Regions from separate parts of the Triticum aestivum genome. Here region 2 is linked to region 1. A link is a contact called in public Hi-C data. All regions are on one chromosome and are shown on one strand. Each heading gives the region's core, a stretch centred on a gene start, on an enhancer-like site or on the middle of the called end of the contact. The rest is flanking DNA. Distances are from core to core; before and after follow the strand shown.

Region 1 (7,507 bases), core at 3,121-5,620:
TAGAATTTTATACAGCATCAATAAAGGCGAACATTAAATATGAGGGCTCTGCTATAAAATGATTAACTCGACCTTTTGTGACAGCATGATTAATTTGCAGTGGCATTTATCACATTTCCATGTACTCCCTCCGTTCCGAAATATAAGTCTTTCTAGTGATTCCACTAGGTGGACTACATACGAAGCAAGATGAATGAATCTACACTTAAAATGCATCTTTATACATCCGTATGTGGTTCATAGTGAAATCTCTACAAAGACTTATATTTAGGAACGGAGGGAGTATATCACAGCAGTACAGCACGCATATGTGAAACATGGTACTTGATGCAGAACTGGAGGGAAAAAGCAAGTTACGAGAAACTTCTATAACAACGAAATAATCTTGACAGTTTACAATGATATCCTCTACTATATCGCATTATGAATCTCATAGCAGATTCTAACAATGCCAAGCTGCAACTATGAAGGTTACTATGAACATGTTGGTTGCTGTTCAGATGTTATTTATGTACATATCTGAGGTAAAATTCAAAAGGCTAACAGGCACTACCGTGCTAGCCATGCAAAAGATTACTATGGACATATTTGTTACCGTTCACTATGCTATTTATGTACATATATGAGCTAAAATGCAAAAGGCTATTGATGGCAAATGAATGGAGTAAACAACCAAGTTATGCTAGCTCACTTAAGAGGTTTTTAAAAGCGCTTAGGACCTAATCACTCATATCTCTGGATTTATTTATCATACTAAAGAGTTTTAACACAAGTATGATACATTTCACAAAGCAATAGGCTGAAGAGTTATGATGGCTTATTCAACAGATAAAAGGACTGATTACATACATAATACTATGTAAACAAGGCACTGCAAAAATAAGGTAAGACTCCATGAATCATGTGACACAAATATAAACGGTGTGAATGATGTTCTATTATGTCAGAATGTGGTTTTGCCATAATTAGTGTAATTTTAAGTACTCCAGGATTAGCACTTGGAGATTCACAGTGAACCGTTCGAAGAGTAATCAAATTTTGACCGCATGTTCATATCAATAATTGACTTTCTGTAGTTAGTACTGTCTTGAAAAGCTGGAGTTTGAGAAGATTATGCTGTATGGTTTGTCCTTCGATAAGATAAATGTCTTATTGATTGGTCTATGTATACCACACGCTGAGATAATTTTGAGCGAATACCTAAAAGTTAGACCTAGCAACAAGACCAAAAAACTACTCCCTCTGTTCACAAACATAAGATGTTTTGGATATTTCAATATGACTATATACGGACTCATGAGTGAACAAACACACTAAAACGTGTCTATATACATCCGGTTCAGAAAAAAGTTAGAACATCTTACATTTGTAAACAGAGGGAGTATCTCCTATTTACCACAGATCAGGAAATGCATAATGTAGTTTGCCTCCTTTCTATGGCTCTTTCCAATGCACAGAAACTCTTTAACCATCCTTAGGATCCAGCCCACTCAGAATCGCCCACCCCGACCCCACTAAAACTCCAACTGGACCAAACCCTAGCCATTAAACACTTCCACTCTCCTCACAATCCCTCGTCCGCTCCACTTCCCTCGCTGGAATTTGGCCGGATCCGGCAGCGGCTCCTCATTTGCCGATGACCCCGTGGATTGGGACGCCCTCGCGACGGAGTCGTACGAGGAGCTCACAATCCGTGTGGCCCCCCGATCTATGAACTATGCTATGTTGATTTGGGGGTTCTGATATGAGGGGGGCAGCTGCGGACACGGACAAATGAGGGATAATTGGGTCTACAAGTTCTCGACAAAAGGAAATAGTTATACTCTTCAAGTTAAGTTTCAAAGCATTTCACTTAATAAATAAGAAGTTCGATGAAATATTGCAGTTTCACTTTAAGATGTACAAACCCAGTTTTAAGGAAAATATCAGTCATGATATGCACATGAATTCACTTTCGTTACGGTTGAATACTCAGCTCTGCTGAAGACATTTCAATGTCTTCTGAATAAGAAGAAAAAAAACATCTACAAAGAAATTCTGGACTGCGCCTCTACTTACCCCTAAACAATTAAACCTAGTAAAAGCCCTTCAGGAAATGCTTTTAGACTACATGACAAATCTTTATCTAGATATTTTATCCATTCGGTATTTGCTGTTACTAGTGCATTTGTTCATATAGCTGACCCCCTTCATGCAATACTAGAACAACGTAGCCTGGGCTTACTACAATTTAAGGCATTAAAAATGCAATGCCGGGTAACCAGAAACCGTGCGATTGGCCTGTCCCCTGTGACATAATGGTTGGGGGGGAACAGAACACCAAAACATATCCCTCTCCAGTGAGTAGTGAATTGACACCTGTTGGAAAGTTCAGCCTAATGCTCCCTCCCCCTAAAGCTTTGACACTCGTCAATTGCACAAGAACAGGCCGAGTGTTTTATGGGATTTAGGGGCGCAAGGCCACCTCGAGAACCACCAAAAGGGTGAGATAATCATATCAAATTAGCCAATGGGCAAGCATCCCACCCTTAAACAAATGCCTGAAAACACAAGCAGCCAAAAAGCAAAGGAAGCGTATGCATTTGGAAGAGTTCATCACCTACCAGCATCCAAAAGAAGCGCACAGCCATTGATCAGTTCTTGCCCTTCTCCTTCATGTCGGAGTGCCGGAACCCCTCCCAGAGCTGCAATGCGGCCGCCGCGCCGAAGTGGCTCTCCGCTGTGGTGGGGGAGGCCACCGCGACGGCTGGGCTGAACAAGAAGGGTATGTGCGGAGCATCCAGTGGAGTAGACAGCCTCTGGAGCTGCTGGTGGTGGTGGTGGTGGTGGTGGTGGCCGGAGAGGTGCGGCTGCGAATTGGACTGAAGGGTCCCCCTAGTGTTGTTGACACCCACAAGACCCGAGGACATGGAGAAGTTGAGACTGTAGTCTACTGCCGGACCCGACGCTGGCGCCGCATGGACGGGCATGTAGTGGTCTTGCGAGAAGGAGAAGTGCGGCATCTCCGTCTGCGAATCGCCGCCGCCGGCTGATAAGCTGAAGTGCTGCGCCGGGGCCATGGAGACGGGCGCAATGTTGCCCAGGTGCGGGGCCGGGGAGGCGAAGGTGTGCAGCATCCCGTGCCCGGATTTCCGGGGCTGGGCGAAGCCGAGGTAGTCCGCGGTGGCAGACGCGGTCATCTGCTGCCACGAGTTGTGCTGCTTGTGCTGAGCAACAGCTGGGGTGGCGGCCGCCAATCCAGTGAGCAGCTCGGTGAAGGAAGCCGCCTGCGCCGAGGGGGGCCGGCGGTGCACGGCGGCGGTGACCGAGTCGTCCTTGTCCTTCACAGAGGCGCTCCGGTCGCGCGCGCGCTCCCTAGCCTTGACGCGGCTGTCGGAGCGAGAAAGCGAGAGGACGGAGCCCTTGCTGGTCTCGGACGTGCTGCTGCAGCCCGATCTGGTGAGCTGCTGGGGCTGCGAGTCGTCGGCCTCCGCGTGAAGAGCAGAAGACTGTTTGTTGGCTGAGGCTGAGGCTGAGGCCGGGTGGTTGGGGAAGGCGGCGGCGTCGAGCTCGGGGAGCTTGTCGATTGCGGCGGCGGCAGCCTTGATGAGCCACTCGACGGCCTTGCTGGGCTGGTCATAGCCAAGGCGATCCTGCAGGTCGTAGAACTGGATGGCGGTGGCGACGGAGAGGCGGACGCGGCGGTCGCGGATGCCCTTGGCCGTGTAGACCTTGCTGTGGCGGTCCTTGCCGCCGGAGCCGCGCGAGACGCGGTAGATCCGCGAGGAGGGGTGCTGCTGGTGCGGCGGCCACGGCACGAGCGCCAGCCGCTTGGCATCCCCGTGGTCCTGGTCCTGCTCCTGGTACTGGTCGTCGGGGCGGCCCCGCTTGCCGAGCTCCACGGCTGCGGCGGCGACGCTGAGCTCCATCCGGGTGTGAATTGGTCCGCCGGCAAGCCGCCGCCAGTGCCTCTCATGCCCTACCCAGAGCGCATTGGTAGCGAAATTAAGCCAGCCAGGCCGCCGCGGGGAGGCGGGGAGTGGGAAGCGAGCGCGTGGGATTGGGGGCGCAGATCTGCGCGCGATCCCGTGTGCGCCCTGGGGCGATGGGATGGAGTGGAGGGAGCACGGCGCGGCGAGGGAGGGAGGGAGAGGGAGAGAGGGGAGGTGGAGTGTGAGTAGGACGAGACGAGACGAGACGATGGAGGGAGGGAGGAAAAGGTCTCCCGATTTTATGAGTCCGAGAGAGAGAGAGAGGGGTAGAGGAGGAGGAGGGAGGTGTGCGGAACGAGGCGGTAGGGGCGTACCATTCTATCGGCCACACCGGTAGCGAGTAGCCCATCACTCTCTCGCGCCGCGCCGCAGCGTCATCGGCTAGTCGGCCGCCGCCGTAGTACCAGCACCAGTCTAGCAGGCAGCAGCGGCAAGTCGCAACGAATCGGCACATACTAGTACATGCGCGCGACGGATCCACGTCTCGTCCATCCATCGCTCAATCCATGTCCGATGGCAACTGGCTCGCTTGCTGTCAGACGTTCATCACGGCGACGACGGGAGTCCTCAAACCGGTCCAAGGTCTCTCTCTCCGCTCCGTGCCGGCGTCAGTGCAACAAACAAACGCTAGCCGCATCCTGGAAATGCCCATGACGTCTCTGTCGCGAGGTCCTCCTTGGATGCCAAATTTGATGTTTTGACCCTTTTGATCTGACTCTGGTTTGAAAAAAATTCAAGGTCTGACCTTTTTTCTGTAGATAGTGGTATGTTAAGGCATGGCCGTCATCTCCTGTCTTATGACCAGAGAGGCCGGCGATAGGTAGGTAAAAGCTACCGACACCGCCGCTGGCAGTAGGGAGGGAATGTAAACCCCATAAACCCCCAGAACCGTATTGTGCCTTGGGAGGGGAAGAATTTTGCGGTAGTCAGTGCAAGCCTACCACCAGTGATCCTGGTGGCAGGATGCACAAATCTATCGCCGACCTGCCTGGTGATGACCCACAAGTGTAGGGGATCTATCGTAGTCCTTTCGATAAGTAAGAGTGTCGAACCCAACGAGGAGCAGAAGGAAATGATAAGCGGTTTTCAGTAAGGTTTTCTACAAGCACTGAAATTGTAGGTGATAGATAGTTTTGTGATAAGATAAATAGTAACGAGTAACAAGTAAACAAAGTAAATAAAGTGCAGCAAGGTGGCCCAATCCTTTATGTAACAAAGGATAAGCCTGGACAATTTCTAATAATGAGAAAGGAGCTCCCGAGGACACATGGGAATTATCGTCGAGCTAGTTTTCATCACGTTCATATAATTCGCGTTCGGTACTTTGATAATTTGATATGTGGGTGGATCGGTACTTGGGTACTGCCCTTATTAAGCACCCTAAGAAAGGACGGGGCATGGGAGTTATCTTGGTTATGAGTACCATAGATAGGTGATCCCATCCGAGCACTTGGACCAAAGTGCTTTGTGGAGCCTGGTCTCCAAAAAAGGACGGGGCAAGTACCCTAAGAAACACAGTTTTCAATGAATGCTTTGTTTTGGGATATTAGAGGGATTACAACCCCAGGAAAAAAACCTTGCATTATTGAAACTCTAGCTAAGCATAAAGCTAGTATAGTAGCTTTTCAGGAGACAAAGAAAGAGAAACTCTCTGCTTCGTTTTTAAAATCTATTAGTGGTGATAAACCTTATAGTTGGCACCACCTACCTGCTGAAGGCACTTCGGGTGGTGTGTTGGTAGGAGTTGATTTGGTTAATTTTGATGTTATTAGCTGGAAATCCCTCAAATACTCTGTCTCATGCAATCTAGTGCATAAGACAAGTGAAAAAACCTTTAGGTTCATAGCAGTCTATGGATCACCATATGAGGAGGGCAAGGATGAATTCATCTCTGAACATCATAGTATGTTCATTGATGACCACCCACCCACTATTATAGGGGGGGGGGGACTTCAATTTAGTTAGATATCAGAAAGATAAGAACAATGGGAGGATTAACCATAGTTGGAGTGACAAATTCAATGCTTGGATAGAAATTTGGAGTCTACTAGAAATTAAGATGTCTGGGAGACAATTCACCTGGGCAAATAATCAAGATAACTTGGTTATGAGTACCATAGATAGGGTTTTTTGTACCACTGAACTAGATGCAATGTTTCCTTTAAGTAGTTCTCAAGCTCTCCCTAGAACTGGTAGTGATCACACCCCTATCCTGTGGGATTCTGGTGTGGATGGTACCCCAAAAGACTCAAGCTATAAGTTTGAGAAATGGTGGCTACTAAGAGCTGAATTTAAAGAGCTTGTGGAGAAAAATTGGTTTGCTCCTGTCAAATGTACCACCCCCATGGACATCTGGCAGGAAAAAGTGAGAAGGTTTAGAAAGTTTAGTAGAGGATGGATAGAAATGTAGATGCTGAGATTAGGAAAGCCAAGCAGGAGTTAGAAGAAGAGTATGATAAACTTGATATTAAATCAGAAACTGTGCAGCTTTCTGAGGTAGAAAATTTGAGAATGAAAGAACTCCTCTCCAGACTCCATAACCTTTGGATTGTAGAAGAAGTTAAAGCTAGACAAAGATCCAGGGATAGGGATATCCTTGAAGGAGATAGAAACACTAGGTATTTTCAGGTTGTAGCAAATTAAAGGAGGAGAAAAACACTTATTAACAAGCTGGAAGGTCCTGCTGGCACTACCACAGATGTCAAAGACATGTTGGGTATAGACACAGACTACTATAAAGACCTCTTTAAGAAAGAAGATAGAAAGGGTTTTAGAATCAATAATAATTTCTTTGCTGCTGAAGAAAAGGTCAATGACTTAGAAAAGCAATCCCTACAAAAAACTTTCTCTGAAGGAGAAATTAAGGAGGCCATCTTTGGTTCATACTCTGATGGAGCCCCTGGTCCAGATGGTCTATCCTTTATATTCCTCCAAATTTTTTGGGAAGTGATTAAGAAAGATGCGATAGCCATGTTTGATGATTTCCATAAAGGGGAATTGGACATCTATAGGTTAAACTTTGCTGTGTTGACCCTGATCCCAAAGGAGAAAGAGGCTACCAGCATGAAAAAGTTTAGGCCCATTAGTTTGATCAATTGTATCTTTAAGGTGTTTACCAAAGTACTTACAAATAGATTAGCTATGCTGATGAATAGACTTACATCTAGTAAGCAATCAGCTTTCATAAAAGGGAGATTTATCCTGGAGAGTGTAGTCACAGCACATGAGGTGCTGCACTCCACTGCTAAATCTAGCAACCCAGGTCTAGTATTAAAACTAGACTATGAGAAAGCTTTTGACAAAGTTAACCTAGACTTTCTTATTGAAATCCTAGGAAAAAGAAACTTCAATCGCTTTTGGGTGACTTGGATCAAACAGGTCACACACGTGTGATCGGTTGGAGTGAAAATTAATGGAATAGAAGGCAACTACTTCCTTACAGGAAAAGGCCTGAGACAGGGAGACCCCTTGTCCCCCCTTCTCTTTAACTTGGTAGTAGATGTTCTGAGCAATATGCTCTCCAAGGCAGCTTCTGA
Region 2 (7,507 bases), core at 2,969-5,468, 140 kb after region 1:
CTGCCATCCAGCAAGAAGAAGATGAACCGTGTCGTCATCTTGTTCAGTTTGAAAGGAACACAATAACAACATGTCCGAGAAGAAGCATAACTCAATTGACCATTCATTTGGTCAGGTGAAGTGCGGCCCCTATTGTTGATACAAGGCTGGCCCTATGTCTCGAGTTTGTGTTTAGCTGAGATCGTCGGCAGTGTATTCCTGTTTGAGTGTCTCCAAGAGAGCCCCAAAAAAACTCCCCCAATAATTGGTTAATGGGTTGTCCCCATAATTTAGGGTTAGCAAGTGGGGTGCTTTCTTAGATCCCAAAAAATTCTTTCCCACTAAACTATTTTTTTCTATTTCTCTTTAAACTTGCATACAAATGGGGTATGCATGTCTATTCTATGAACATAATAGTTCAAATAATGATATTTCAGGCACACATAATTGAACATACTTTAAAGCCACAATTTATTAAATTCAAGTTCGAGTAAAAGTTAAAGTGAAACGTAGCAAATCCTTCAAATGATTTAACGTAAACATAACAAATGGTCCAAATGATTCGAAGTAAACATAACATGCAACATATGATTCACCTAAACACGAAGATCAAACATAGAGCAACACCCTTCACTCCCATTACCGTTCACATTCCCACTCCGGCGTGGAGAAAGAAAATGTCTTGTATGTCTACCGACTCGTTCATCATATTAAGATATGATTGCTCACTACATACTAGCAAATATGAAACAAATGAGCATTGTAAATTTCCATTTAAAACTATGATGGTGTTTTGTGAAAATTAAACGAATGAATAAGAAATGAAAAACTGAAAAAGTACCTTTCCTGCATTTCATCGAACAACTTATTGGCGTTGTACATGTAGAAGTCGGCGGCGGCCTCGAAGGTGGGGACGTCGGGACATCTCCATGAAGGAGGCCGACGGCTCGCCATGAAGGAGGCCGAAGCAGTTGTGGTTGCGGGGCTTCTTGGTCGGCGCGACAACCCAATGAGGAATGTTGCCTCCTTCCTCCCCCGCGACGCCATGCGTGCCTAGGCCGGGCGATGACATTGGTTGAGGGTGGAGGTGGCTACGACGGTCGACGGCACGGGAGCGGCGAGTCAACGCAGAACACCTGTGAGGAGAGGGATCGGTGGCCTTCATCGGCAGTGGGAGATGGGTGTGCTCAGGAAACTTTAGGCGGGAGAGGGATTGTTGCTTCCAGCCACCTATTGGGGTGGTATTGGGGAGGGGGTCAATTTTCCCTAAAAAAAATTGAGACAACAATTTTCCTAAATAAGTTGAGATGTTTTGATGGGTCTCCCGAATAATTTTTGCGGATTGGGCCTCTGTTGGAGCAGGTTTTTTGGCCCAACTCCCCGATATCAATTTTTTATTCGTTATAAGGGGATTTTGTACTGCTTTCTTCTTCTATAAGTTCTCCTTTATGGTTCAGAAAAAAAAAATCATGCTAAACTTTCAGTTGACATCGTGACAGACAACGCATCACTTGTATCGTTTCCTGAAGCTCAGGCGAGCAAACCTGAACGAGCAAAGCCGCGTAGAATGCATAAAGACTTATGCAGCTCCGGTTAACGAAGTGCATACAAGCTGAACGGCCACCACAACACTAGGTTCCCGCAACAAAAGGTCATGTCTTTCTTTTTCCTTTTTCAAATCCAGAGTCACGTCTTAGGCGTCTCGATCTAACTAGTTGAGAGGGCGCGCGCGCACGCAGACTACCTCCTCTCCTATACAGCCCTCAGACGAAGCCTCCACCAAGTCTCTACAATGGCTTTCCACCCTAACTCAAGTTCGTCGTTGTACTGGTGAGTTTAGACTGGACAGCAAAAGCCTGAAACATAGGCCAACGGTTACCCCTGAATGGAAATTGATAACGCAATCATTCTGTTTCAGAAAGAACAGACGGAGAGTCAAAGTGAAAATACCTGATGGTTGCTGCATCATATGCACTTCATTCTGCTGTAGCTGTACTGACACCCACAACCTGATCCATGGCAAAAAGAGGATTGGTCAAACAGATCGGATCAATCTTCAATTTAGTTTTCGCTGGCCATGGTATGACTCTACAATGCGACACTGGATTCAGGAGGGTATTTGCCCGCCACTGATAATCTCTACAAGCGACAGGTTATCATGATGGAAATCAATTATGCCCAGAAATTGCCACTACCTGTGCTACTAGTACTCCATCCATCCCAAATTACTTGTCGCAGAAATGAATGTATCTAGACGTATTTTTAGTTCTAGATACATTCATTTCTACCCATTTCTACAAGTAATTTGGGACGAAGGGAGTATCTATTTTGAAATAATTGCTAATACAATTTTGAGAAACGAATAAATACTAGTCATGAACTAGTAGCAACAGCAGTAGCAAGCAACTCTAATGCATACAAATGATTCATTAAATTCATGCACAAAATACTTCTGTAACAATAATCAATAAAATCCGGAGTACGTGATAAGATGGGGCTGGCTCTTTGTCATGGCAATAATCTTTGTCATTAGCAATCGCACTATGTAAAATCCTGAAGCTGGAAAAGAAAAGAGTTCATAATCTAGACTTGTTTATGGTACAACTAGGAACCAGCTAGAATCATACTCAAACACGACCATTTCAGAGGCTGTTTTTTTCAGTATATCGTATAGCACCTAGTTCCTTACCAAGGCTGCGTGCATCAACCGATGCAGAGGCTGGAGCTATCTCCTTTTCAAAATAAAAATAAAAATGTAGTTCCTTACCAAACATTTTATAGCTGTTAATGCTGCACGTTATGGAGAAGGCATTAAAAGCATAAACATCATTTTGAGAGGCATTAAAAGCATAAACATCATTTCTACAGGTTAAAGTGATAGATTAGTTTCACAAATTAGTGTTTGTATATACTCTCTCAGGCAACCAAGCAAAAGTTCTGCTATTTCTAATTTACTGTACATACAGGTTGATGCCTTATTTTTTCGAGATTGTGGTTGATGCTTTTACATACCTGTGAAATGTATTCTTTAAGCTTCGAGCTGATGGATTCATCCAATGCCCTCTCTGCAAGCTCATAAACCATGGAATGGCCTTCTGGACCAGCAATCTTCTCCTTCAGCAAGTACCTGGGCAAAGATACCAAGTGAAAAAAACAAAAGTTGCCAATGAAATACACACTCTGCAGCACACCCTGAAAGTACCAGCAACCTTTGTTGCACTAGTAGTTCAAGCGCCTGCTTATTGTTGCCGAGAACAGGGTGGTTCTCATCAGTTTCATTTAAGCCCAAACGTTTCAGCTGACGCCAAAGGTCCTCTGAAACATGTTTGTCAAAAATCAGTAATATCAAACGATAAAACCTCCTGACTACTGTCGGAAAAAGAACCAGCAATCTCTACCTTCAGAGATCTTGCCACCAGCGACATGAACAATGCTTATGACAACAAAAGCAAACCCAGACACATGGGCACGCTCCTTATCCTCAACATACTTGCTGTACACCTCAGGGTCCAGCTTACTTACCAGGACGTAGCTCTTTGCATCCTGATTACCTAAACACAGCTCGATTCATCGCTGGTCATTCTTAAGTTCAACCAATTTCTACCTTACTACATCATCAGCAAAGATGCAGGCTGCTGTGTGGGCGACGACATTGCAAGATCTAAAGAAGAAGAAAAGCGAGCTTACTGGGCTGCTGGGAGGAGGGGCGTCCGGAGCGGGTGGACGTGGCGCGGGTCCTCTGGAGCTCCCTCATCTCATAGCCGAAGGTCGCCGCAAGCCTGTCCCCAGCTTCCTTGATGACGAGCGCAGGGAGCGCTCGCTGGCGGTAGTAATTGGTGATGATTTGGGTGAGCTCCTCCCGCTTGATGGGGCAGCCGGAGTTCTGGTGCGTCTTGAAGAGCGCGTAGCGCATCACCTCGGCCACAAGCTTGTCCTTCTCCTGCAGGGCCCGATTTGGGCGGATCAAAACGTCGAACACCTTGCGTGCGGCGGGTCGAACTGGGAAACGGGGAGGAGCAGGGTGTGGCGTACCTCCGTGGAGATGTCAATCTGGGCGAATTCTTCGCTGGTCGCCATGCGATTCAAGAACTGTATGACGGCACGAGGAGGGGAGTGGGAGGGATTGCCGCGATTTGGGGCGGAGCAGAAGTACCCTAGGTTCGCATTAAGCGGTTTGTTTTCGTGGTAGAGTGGCGCGAGGGAGACGGCGGGAAACTGAACCGAGCGGATGGAGGGAGGCGGAGACGCGCCCGCGCCTTAAAGCGTCTTCAGCACTTCCCTCGGAAAATCTTTTTTTTCGAGGAACCGGCTGCCTTTTCATTTGAGACAAAAAGAGAGAATATGTACAGAGTTGTTAGGTTTTTCAAGGGAACCTGACAAAACCCGCACAAACAGGAAGTGCCCTACAAATCAGCCAATACCGGTCGCCACATGGACCATGCCGAAAGCCATGGCCCTCTGTCTTATGTTGTCGAACGCGGGGGTCGCCACCTCCACATGGGTTAGGCGGGTTCCGTTGAAAATGCGATGGTTGCGCTCCTTCCAGATATTCCAGATAGTGTAGAGGAAGCGACCACTGCGGCGGCAACTATCCTCCTTGGAAATTGGAGCGATGAGCGAATCCCACCAGTCTGAGATCCCCATGCAAGGCGGTAGCGACATCGAGTTCAGTGGCGCCTCCCCAGTCCGCCCCTGTACATGCGACCAAACCGCTACCGCAAACGGACAGTCCTTGCGCAGGTGATTTGCTGTTTCTGGTGCCCGCACGCAGAGAGGGCAGATAGGGTCGTGCGGCCAGCCACGAATGGCCAGCATGTCCGCCGTGAGGGTCTTCCCGTGGAGCACCAGCCAGGAGAAGAGCTTACATTCTGGCTCTACATGAGCCTCCCAAATCTTGGACGGCGAAAACCTGGGGAAGGATCCGTAGAACTGGGCCGCATAAGCTGAAGCAGAGGAGTAGCTGCCATTAGGGGTCCAACGCCAAGAGATGGAGTCCTCCAGGTCTGGGGACAGCTTAGTCTGCGAGGTCAGAGATGCAAGCGTAATGAACTCCTGCAGCTGTGCGGGTGTCTCCAAACGGGCGACCGATCTAATCCAGTTCTCGTCCTGAAGCTCCCTCATCACAGATCTCTGCTTTCCAGTGGCGATTTTGAAGAGCCCGGGGCCCAGCAATCGTAAAGGACCCTTTCCCATCTAGTCGTCATGCCAGAACAAAGATTTCCAGCCGTTACCCAGCACGATGGTGGTGGAAGCCCTGAACAATGCCATGCCCTAAACAAAGATTTCCAGACTAGGAGCTCTACCAAACCTTTCGAGGTCCGTGATTCCGAGCCCACCCAGGGCTTTAGGCCTGCACACCGTCTTCCAGTTCACCAAGGAGTGGCCCCCAGTCGCATTTTCAAAATTGTCGCTGCACCAGATGAAGTTTCATGAAATCTTGCTAAGCTTGTGATTTGCCCAAGCCGGAAGGGGAGCACAGTGAGATGGTGGGTGGCAATGGCGTACAAGACAGACTTTGCCAAGGAGACCCTTCCTGGCCACGCGAGGTTCTTGCCCTTCCACCCCGGTAATCTGCCCATTGCCTTGTCGATGAGAGGTTGAAGGTCTGTGACGCCCCCGATTCAATCGTACACTAATCATGCATGCAAATGTGTACGATCAAGATCAGGGACTCACGGGAAGATATCACAACACAACTCTACAAATAAAATAAGTCATACAAGCATCATAATACAAGCCAAGGGCCTCGAGGGCTCGAATACAAGTGCTCGATCATAGACGAGTCAGCGGAAGCAACAAGATCTGAGTACAGACATAAGTTAAACAAGTTTGCCTTAAGAAGGCCAGCACAAACTGGGATACAGATCGAAAGAGGCGCAGGCCTCCTGCCTGGGATCCTCCTAGCTACTCTTGGTCGTCGTCAGCGGGCTGCACGTAGTAGTAGGCACCTCCAGTGTAGTAGTAGTCGTCGACGGTGGCGTCTGGCTCCAGGGCTCCAGCATCTGGTTGCGACAACCAGAAAGAAAGGAAAGGGGGGAAAAGGGGGGAGAAAGCAACCGTGAGTACTCATCCAAAGTACTCGCAAGCAAGGAACTATACTACATATGCATGGGTATATGTGTAAGAAGGCCATATCAGTGGACTGAACTGCAGAATGCCAGAATAAGACGGGGATAGCTAGTCCTATCGAAGACTACGCTTCTGGCAACCTCCGTCTTGCAGCATGTAGAAGAGAGTAGACTGAAGTCCTCCAAGTAGCATCTCCAAGTAGCATCTCCAAATAGCATCTCCAAGTAGCATCTCCAGATAGCATCTCCAAGTAGCAACGCGTAGCATAATCCTACCCGGCGATCCTCTCCTCGTCGCCCTGTAGAAAAGCGATCACCGGGTTGTCTGTGGAACTTGGAAGGGTGTGTTTTATTAAGTATCCGGTTCTAGTTGTCATAAGGTCAAGGTACAACTCCAAGTCGTCTTGTTACCGAAGATCACGGCTATTCGAATAGATTAACTTCCCTACAGGGGTGCACCACATAGCCCAACACGCTCGATCCCATTTGGCCGGACACACTTTCCTGGGTCATGCCCGGCCGCGGAAGATCAACACGTCGCAGCCCCACCTAGGCTCAACGGAGAGGCCAGCACGCCGGTCTAAACCTAAGCGCGCAGGGGTCTGGGACCATCGCCCTGAGCACACCTGCACGTTGCGTACGCGGCCGGTGAGCAGACCTAGCAACCTCCATTACAAAGGAAGTTGCGTTAACGCAGTCCAACCCGGCGCGCGCCGCTCAGTCGCTGACGTCACGAAGTGCTTCGGCTGATACCACAACGTCGGGATACCCATAACTACTCCCACGTAGATGGTTAGTGCGTATAGGCTCGTAGCCAGACTCAGATCAAATACCAAGATCTCGTTAAGCGTGTTAAGTATCCGCGAACGCCGAACAGGACCAGGCCCACCTGTCTCCTAGGTGGTCTCAACCTGCCCTGTCGCTCCGCCACAAAGTAACAGTCGGGGGCCGTCGGGAACCCAGGCCCACCTCTACCGGGATGGAGCCACCTGCCCCTTCAGCCCCCAACTCCGAACAGTATCATAGATAATGTAACTGTGTAAAGTATATCGTATATGCCCGTGATCACCTCCTGAAGTGATCACAGCCCAGTAGTATAGCATGGCAGACGGACAAGAGTGTAGGGCCACTGATGGAACACTAGCATCCTATACTAAGCATTTAGGATTGCGGGTAAGGTATCAATGACTGTAGCAGCAATGACAGGCTATGCATCAGAATAGGATTAACGGAAAGCAGCAACATGCTACAGTACTCTAATGCAAGCAGTATAGAGAAGAGTAGGCGATATCTGGTGATCAAAGGGGGGGCTTGCCTGGTTGCTCAGACAAGAAGGAGGGGTCGTCGGTGACGTAGTCGTCCACAGGGGCATCAGCATCGTCACGGGGGCTACCGGAGAGAAGAGGGGGGAGAAACAGTAAATACATAGCAGGCAAGTGCATAACAGGTCAACAAGCAGA

Evidence for each region. A called contact is a pair of places that touch in the nucleus more often than the background predicts.
Region 2: a Hi-C map of leaf shows a contact between it and region 1, with 7 times the contacts expected there. The contact joins the promoter of LOC123044966 here to the promoter of LOC123044965 in region 1. A contact is called at or near these places in 2 of 5 Hi-C or Micro-C datasets (both in leaf).

What each region holds. Positions count from the first base shown.
Region 1 is chr2B:371,429,867-371,437,373 of IWGSC CS RefSeq v2.1, forward strand. It overlaps LOC123044965 (transcription factor PCF6), which reads right to left and starts at 4,371. Exons shown (of 2, transcript XM_044467863.1): 1 at 2,600-4,371. The coding sequence starts at 3,908. The coding sequence ends at 2,634.
Region 2 is chr2B:371,565,476-371,572,982 of IWGSC CS RefSeq v2.1, forward strand. It overlaps LOC123044966 (non-structural maintenance of chromosomes element 3 homolog), which reads right to left and starts at 4,219. Exons shown (of 7, transcript XM_044467864.1): 1 at 4,012-4,219; 2 at 3,667-3,919; 3 at 3,378-3,530; 4 at 3,189-3,294; 5 at 2,992-3,106; 6 at 1,930-1,988; 7 at 1,464-1,835. The coding sequence starts at 4,056. The coding sequence ends at 1,956.